Linked DNA regions of Rattus norvegicus: region 2 is linked to region 1. Evidence: chromatin contacts called from public Hi-C data. All regions are on one chromosome and are shown on one strand. The core of a region is the stretch at or near the end of the contact, and the rest is flanking DNA. Distances in the headings are between cores, read along the strand shown. Region 1 holds the start of Ankrd40 (ankyrin repeat domain 40). Region 2 holds the start of Lrrc59 (leucine rich repeat containing 59).

Region 1 (3,983 bases), core at 166-2,665:
TTTTTACAGTTTGGAGGATGAAACCCAGGACTTTGTTTGGGTAAATACTCTTCTATTAAGCTATTAACAGCAGCCTACTATGATCTTTGTAAATTGTCCGCCCCCCCCTTTAAAGATTGCTATTTATTGTCCCTCAGATTGTGTTAATAGAGTCTCAATGCCATTCACATCAGCCTCAGATGGAGTACTATGCTGGATCTGAGAATTAAAATTTAAATTGGGGAAACAAACGAAAGTATAAGCTCAAGCAGCGGTCCAATTTGCCACTGGGGTAGATTTAAGTGTTTATAGTCAGTTGCTATTCATCACTCCTGGTGTGCAGTGTGCGCTGTGTGAATTACCGTGTGCTAATAAACAGACGTTGCTTTTTCTTAAACAGTAACAAGACAAATGCATGCTGTGTGCCCTCGGCAGCCCCGAAAAATGCAAATAAAGACTCCATACCTAAATGTATCCCTTGGTGTTTTATCTCCTCTTTGTTCAGGCCCTCCTCTCTGCCTCCCCAGGGCGTTTTCCCTTAATCTTCTCACCCCATCTGCAAAGTTCTCACCAGTGCCACATCAGGGATCTCTCCAAGGCACCTGGGCTCAGCAAAATAATATTTTCTGTTTCTCCCAATGGGTAGTAGAACAGTGCCATCAAAGGCTCTGAACATCATTAACTAGATTAGGCAAGGAGTACTGCACACCGCTGTTTATGAACACCCCATAGCTCTACCCTCAGTGCCCAGGATCAGGACCCGGATGACTAAGCACCCCACCCCCACTCCCGGTCGTCTTTCCTTACATGACTCCGAGAATAATTATAATTTAAAAGCTATAATGAGTTTCATTTTATAAACCAGAAGCAACGTTAATTTTCATGAAAGCCAAGTTGGAAGAATTTCTGTCTAAAAACGATAAGGGGTAAAAATAAAACAATAACTGAAGTAATTCTAGCTGAATGGTCCCAAGCACTGACAAAAATAAGAACAGTGTCATCTAATCTCTGCAAATAATGGGCATATTTTATAGTGGGATCGTTTTCAGCCCATTTCCCGTCCTACTGGGTAAAAATTGACTCAGATAGAAAAAGAGCTAACCAAACTTGGGGGAGTGGGGGTGGAAACCCACCAATTATTTTTAATGCCTACTAAACAGCCTGCTCCAGAGGATACGGCTTTTCTGGCTCTCAAACATGTCGGGTCCCTCCGCCCCCCCAACTATTCCTGTGTCTGTCCTCCTCGCTGGAAGCTGTGGGGTGGGAGGTCTAAAAATAGCCAATGAATCACAGCAGATAATCCAGTGCAGTGGTTACATAAACAGCGGGCCGGGGCGGCGGGGCCGCGGGTGGGAACGAAAAGTATCTGGGTCAATGTTGTCACACTGAATAGGGTCCCCCGGAGCCGGCCTTCGGAGGCGCGGCGGGGGTGGAGGCCTGGGCCTGCGGGCCTCGAGCAGCTGGGGATCTGCCGGTGGGCGGGAGGGAGCACGAGGCCCCGGGCCGGGCGCGGGCGGAGGCGCGAGTGGGGCGGGCGAGCCCGGCGCTCCCTCCCCATGGCCGGGAGCGGGCCGCGGAGGCGGCGGCGGCGCTGACAGGCTCAGGGCGGGGCGGCCGGGGGCCCGGGGCCCTGGGGAAGATGAGCGCCCTCCTAGAGCAGAAGGAGCAGCAGGAGAGGCTGCGGGAGGCAGCGGCCTTGGGGGACATTCGGGAGGTGCAGAAACTGGTGGAGAGCGGGGTGGATGTGAACTCCCAAAATGAGGTCAACGGCTGGTAAGTGGCGAGCGGGGGAGGCCTAGGGTACAGGGCTGCTAGCTCGGGGCGTGGAGCAGTCAGCCGTGACCCAGGACGCAGGCTAAGGTGAAGCCTGGTACCTCAGGCCTCGCAGGTTGTGCCCTTTCCAGACTAGCCCTACCCCCAATTGCCTCGTGCAGTTAGGAGCGCATCCTTCCCAAATACATACCTTCTGTGGTTCACTGCGGCCAGCGCCCTCTGGGACACTGGAGCCCACGCCAGCCCCCGCGCCCCCTGGCTAACTTGGCCCAAATGGTGATGCTAGAGGCTTTGATTCTCAGCGACTCTGCTCTGGATTTCATCAAGCTTGAATTATTTTGCCATGGGCGCTTCTGAAGAACACTTCGTGCAGAGATGAAAGCATAAGCAACCCAGCAAATGCCAATCTTAAAACCAGCACGATTTCTTTAGCCAAGACCAGGAGGAAAGAAACAACTACAAAACCCCCACCACTTGCATAATAATTTTGCCTCTGTTGTTTCAATACCACAGTGATTGGCTGTTGCCTACAGCTGCCTGTTGAGGGGAGACTCATTTGTTTGCCCTGTAGAATGTTTTGTTTTCTTAGTACAATTTCCAATAGAGAAATTCACCCAAGGCTTTAGATGTCTGCCTGCAGATTTGCCTCCTTCCCAATTAAATCCGGGGTCTGTCTCATGTCTTTGGTTCCAAGTTACTGAGTGCGTGTTTTTTAAAACCCTTTTTGACATTTTACATTTTTTTTATTTAATCCAGGTAATGCTTATCTAGCCTCGTTTACTAGTTTAAAGTTAAAGTGAGTTTTAACCCTCCCACCCCACTCCCCTGTAAATCGAGTCATACATTTTGAAATGGAAAGGGCGCAGGAGATCATTTGAACCCCAGAGAGTGTCTTGCCCTGGTTGCACAATTTTCGGTATGGTAACAGAGTCAGAAATGAGGTTTCCTTATTTCCTAAGAAAGCTACCCGGGTCCTTTCCCTAAAGAAACTAGCTCGGTAGCTGTCCACAGCTAGGAGACAGTGGACACTAATTTCTTGTCTATTTTGAAGCGTTTGCAGGCAAAAAACACTTGTAGTAGTGTTTGCCTTCCCTGGCATCCGATAGCTGTGAATTTCTATTCTGGCACTGGGGGGCAGTGCTGTACAGAATACTGAGCCTGGTCCTGCTGCAGGGTCTGCCTGTCCGCCCTGCTGTGAAGTCTTGGTTGAGTCATTTCGTTTCCCAGTTATTTCAGAAGTGTTGTTAGTGTTTATTGAGATGAGGGATAGTAAGTAGCTGCCATGTACTGAACTTGCTCTATGGCACAAATGTGGTTATAAACACTTGGCTTACCTCAGGACTATCTGGGGACATTGTTATCTTTCTCCATCTTAAAGATAAAGAAACTGAGACCCAAGGAAAATTAAACCATCCAGTTTTCCAAGTGCTCCTAAGTTACTAAATTTGGGATTTAGTAATTCCGTGCGAATGTTAGCCCTGACTTGTCTGTTAGAGCTGAAAAGTGAATCCAACATCTGATGCCCTCGGCACAGTGCCCACCAAGTGCTAGATACCCAGTGGATGCCAGGTGATTTTGAAGTAACCCGATGAGGCTTCCTATAGATTTAATTCCAACTGCAATCAATCCAGTCCAAGAGTGAATTCCTAGATTCCCTTTATCCCACTTTATGCTCTTGGCCTAATGCTTTCAGTTCTTCTCAGCTCGCCCTCTTATATGACCGGACCGTAAAGCTTGGCACTGTCCTTGGTCCCTGTCTTCCCTTCACAAACCACATACTGTCAGCCAGTTCTGCTGCCTCTGTGTTCAGATAGGATCTGGCTACCACTCACAAGCACCACACTGTGATACAAAGCCAGCACCATTTGGGATGCAGGATAGTTCCATAGTCTCCCTCTAACATCCTTACTAGTCTACTTGCTTATACTACATACAGCCTTGCCCCGACTGTGGAACAGTTGGCTTATCACACTCAAAGTCCTCTAATGGCTCCCATATTACTCTGAGAAGAAGCCAATTTGCATTCTTTTCCCTGACCTTTGGGCCTCATCTCTTGAGACCTGCTTCCTTGTTCACTTCTTCCCATTCCCCTGGTCTCCTTGCTTTTCTGGAACAACAGCACACCCTGGGTTCTAGACTTTTGTACTTTGCCTTCCCTCTTGTCTAGAAAGCTTTTCTCCTATACACCCCATGGTTTGCTCTCTGTCCCCATTTGGATCTTAGCTTAGATA
Region 2 (4,011 bases), core at 1,024-3,523, 290 kb after region 1:
CATCCCTGCCAGATGCCTGTCCTTAGCAGCTGTCCTTAGTCTCAGGAGTGGAGGTTAGGGGGTAAGGGTAGGGGTTGGGGGGGTGGGGAATCCATAACTCCAAAAGAGGGATAGAAGTCATTCATGATGGCTCCCTTTCACCACTATTGGCCTTTCACAACTTCTTCCAGCCCATGTCTAAGGCTCTTTTTGTAACATAAGCTGATACAACCCTTCTTTAGTTACAGAGAATCTCCTCCAGATTGGGTTGCCCATTTGAAATAATTTGTGGTTTGCTCCTTTCCCATTTCCTACCAGAGTGTGAGGAGGAAGAAGCCATGACACCTTGCCATGTCCTCGGCTCACTTGACTGGGCATGTGCCAGCCAGGACTTTACTCCTACAATGCTTGTGACACTCATGGCCATAGCTACCAATTCTACCTCGATTCTCATGCAAGTGGAAAAACCATATATGTGCCAGCGCCTTTCACAGGGAGCTCACTGGAAGGAGGCCAGGTTCTTTAATTAGAGAGTGTCTCAAAGCCACTCTCTACACCCAGGAGAGGGGACACAGATTATGGAGGGACTCTGTATAAAGACAAAGGGGGAATAAAGAGAAGTCATGGTGTCTACCTCAAGGCAAAGCCGGAAGAATGCATCATCCTAAGGAAAGCTTCCCAAATCTTTGGAAGATTCAGCTTCATCCTACCTTTCTCTTCAAGGAGGATGCTCTTTGGGGGTGGGGCCTGTTTAATAGATTTGTTTGTTTTATGATTTATGTTGTATATATAAGTACACTGTATCTGTCTTCAGACACACCAGAAGAGGGCATTGGACCTCATTACAGATGGTTGTGAGCCATCATGTGGTTGCTGGGATTTGAACTCAGGACCTCTGGAAGTACTCTTAACCGCTGAGCCATCTCTCTAGCCCAAGTTTAATAGATTTCCATTTTATCCTTCCCCCTCTATTGCAGGTGATTGTGGAGAGCTCCACTTTCATTCTACTGGACTTCCTTCTTGACTGTATCTTTAATCAATAACAAAAATTTGACCCAGACCTTAGGAAATGGCATATTATAATTTATCGGACTACTTCCTAGCCTCCAGTTCAAACTGGAGTATGGAGAGAGAGGAACCCCTAAATGGCAAGTTCTGTATATGCTAATTATGTGTGTGAACTGTAAACGTTTTTTTGGGGGGGGGTAGGAGTAATAGGATGAGATAAGAGAAGCAGGACTTTAAGTCAAAATAGTCCGTGTGTGTGGCTGAGGATAGATGATTTTCTTCCCAGAGATGACTCAGCAGAAGGCACGTGTCACTCAAGCATGAAGACCAAAGCTTGGGTCCCCGGAAACCAACATAAAAGTCTGGTGGGTATGCATGCTCTCAGTCTCTTCTCCCAGGATGTGGGAAGCAGATCAGGGAAGACAATCAGTGTCAACTTAGGGCCTACATGTTCACACAAACACACCTGCACAGACACCACACACATCTATAGATACCCACCCCTGCACAAAAAAAGGGGCAAAATAAGATTTGTAGTGGTAAAAATGCTTCATCCATTTAACAGAAACTTGCTTTTCATTTTTAAATTATGTATGTATATATGTATGTATGTATGTATGTATGTATGTATGTATTTAGTGTGTGTATGTATACACACACATGTGCATGCCAGGGCGTAAGAATCAGGGGATCAGGGGACAACTTGAGGGAGTCAGTTATCTTTTACTCTGTGGGTCCAAGGGATTGGCAGTCTTGGTGGGAGGCACATTTACCAGATGAGCCATCTTGCTGGCTGGCCCTTCATTTTCTGAAGACAGGTTCTTGCTATATAGCCCTGGATGGCCTGGAACTCATTATGTCGACCAGGCTGGCTTCTAACTGGTGGGGATCCTTCTGCCTCTCATGCTGAGATTACAGAGGTGGAGGACGGCTGGAGGCTGAAGCAGAAGAGGAAAGAGGTAGTTTAACAGTAACCGGATTTAGAAGAGAACTAGGAGAAATTTTGGAGGACACCCTCAGAGTTGGCTCCTAATCCAGAGGATAGGGATGATCTCATGACGGATGCAAACCCAATTCGTGTAAAGTGCAATTTCAGTCCTTTCTGCTCCAGATGCCTCTGGACTGCCACGTCTAGCAACTCAACTCCTCCCAGCAGAGGTGGCGTTCCACAACTGCAGTTCGCCAGCCTGGACGGCAGAGGGCGCGCCGGCACACGCTCGGGCCTCTCTGGCCCGGCCTATCTCAGTGGTCGCGGAAGGTGACGTGGACACGGAAGTGGTCGTCGTCGCGGCGGCACCGGTGGGAGCGGGGCCCTGCACTTGGAGTGCGGCGGGCAAGCGGACGGGTGGCGGAGGCCTCTCAGCGGCGGCGGCGGCGACTTAAGGCGCAGGCGTGGTCCGTTGGGTGCGAATCCGCTGAGCCCACGAGCGGCCTCTTAGCCCTCTCTCCTGCCCGTCGGAAACCGGGAGCAGGGACCCGCTTAGCCGGCGTCATCATGACCAAGACCGGTAGCAAGGGCGGGAACCTCCGCGACAAGCTGGACGGCAATGAGCTGGACCTGAGTCTCAGCGACCTGAATGAGGTCCCCGTCAAGGAGCTGGTCAGTACCATCCCACGAGCCCTGGGAGCCCACCTACTCCTGACGCCGGCCCCACGCAGACAGGCCCCCTTTCCTAAGCCTCAGTTTCTCGATCTTTCAAAACTAGGTCTCCAGGGAGGCTGCGGTCGGTCCTAGTGTTCTTATTGCGATGTACACGTGTCACTTTGGCACAGTTCCAGAAGATAGGGTAGCTCTACCTATCCGATCCTGGGCTTTTTAGTGGCCAGTAATGAATTTACCCTTGTTTTGGAAGCTCTCGCAACGTCCAGCTTAGTGCTGGGCCTTAAAGTGGAAACCCGTGAGAAGGGTTGCTGAATGTGTTTGAGGATGAATGAATGACCTGGTCCCAGGAAGTAGGCCTCCAGATAAACCTGGGTGTGGCGCCGAACCCAGCTTTTTCTAAGAAGCCTGCAATCCCAGCTTGGAGGTGGCCCTCCTTGAAGAAAGTGAAATCACTCTCTAGGACTGGTAAGGTCTCGTCCCAACTGCACTGTAACTGTTGGGAATCGCGCCCCACCCTCCCTTCCCCTCCACCCCCAATCCCATTTGGAAGCCTGAGGCCCTAGGGACATCATACACTTCATTTGTTGCCAACATGGACTATATCCTCTATCAGTGCTTACTCAACTCTGTGCTCCCTAGCTCTAACGTTTCATGGTAGCTTCACTTTGGATGACCTACACTTTCCTTATTGCTGTTAAGGGATTATATTTGCCCTTGGCATCTGGCCTAATCCCCACGACTCTCCTCCCTCCCACCCCCTTTGTGGCTGTGTAGTATGGTGGTTTGAGTGGCGTGTCCAGTTCATATCCCAGCTCCATTGCTCAATAACTGAATGCCCTTGGCAAGTTAACTAGCCAACCTTTGTGTCTAGATTTCCTCATTTATAAGATGGTGTTAATGGTTCCAGTTTCATACACTTAGGAGTATTAAAATCATAATGCAAATACTTGGAAGGTAGCAAATAGAAGTAGCGGTTGTTCTCCCCCCCCCATGGGTTCCAGAACTTCTTTGTGGTCAGACTTATCTCTGAGATGCGGACAGCCTAGCATCCTTGACTGCATGTCCACCCTTTTTCTCCAGAAGACGGCCAGATTTACTTGAGCCTGGCCCAAGGAAAGTGATCTGGAACCATTTCTTCCAGGCATGTGGTCATTATAGTGATGTCTGTCCTTAGGGCAAAGAAGGGTCTGCTCTGCATAACCTTTCTAGTCCTGGACACCACTGAGAAACAGAGACAGGCTATGAGGGCCTTGCTCCCACACTAGTGTTCTCTAGCCAGAGACCTCCCCAGAGAAGGCACTCAGTCCCCACACGTGTTGCTGGACAGAGACCTGAACAAATGAGCAAATAATACTGAGCGCTTTATTAGACCCAGTTCCTGCCCTGAAACCAAATAATGGGCACTAGAGAAAGCTTCAAGT

What was found. A called contact is a pair of places that touch in the nucleus more often than the background predicts.
Region 2: a Hi-C map of Schwann cells shows a contact between it and region 1, with 5 times the contacts expected there. The contact joins the promoter of Lrrc59 here to the promoter of Ankrd40 in region 1. A contact is called at or near these places in 3 of 12 Hi-C or Micro-C datasets (Schwann cells, frontal cortex and liver).

Annotation. Positions count from the first base shown.
Region 1 is chr10:79,777,551-79,781,533 of GRCr8, forward strand. It overlaps Ankrd40 (ankyrin repeat domain 40), which reads left to right and starts at 1,416. Exons shown (of 5, transcript NM_001134699.1): 1 at 1,416-1,752. The coding sequence starts at 1,619. It overlaps LOC134480857 (a long non-coding RNA gene), which reads right to left and starts at 2,527. Exons shown (of 3, transcript XR_010055747.1): 1 at 1,943-2,527; 2 at 445-581.
Region 2 is chr10:80,066,889-80,070,899 of GRCr8, forward strand. It overlaps Lrrc59 (leucine rich repeat containing 59), which reads left to right and starts at 2,274. Exons shown (of 7, transcript NM_001008280.1): 1 at 2,274-2,587. The coding sequence starts at 2,483.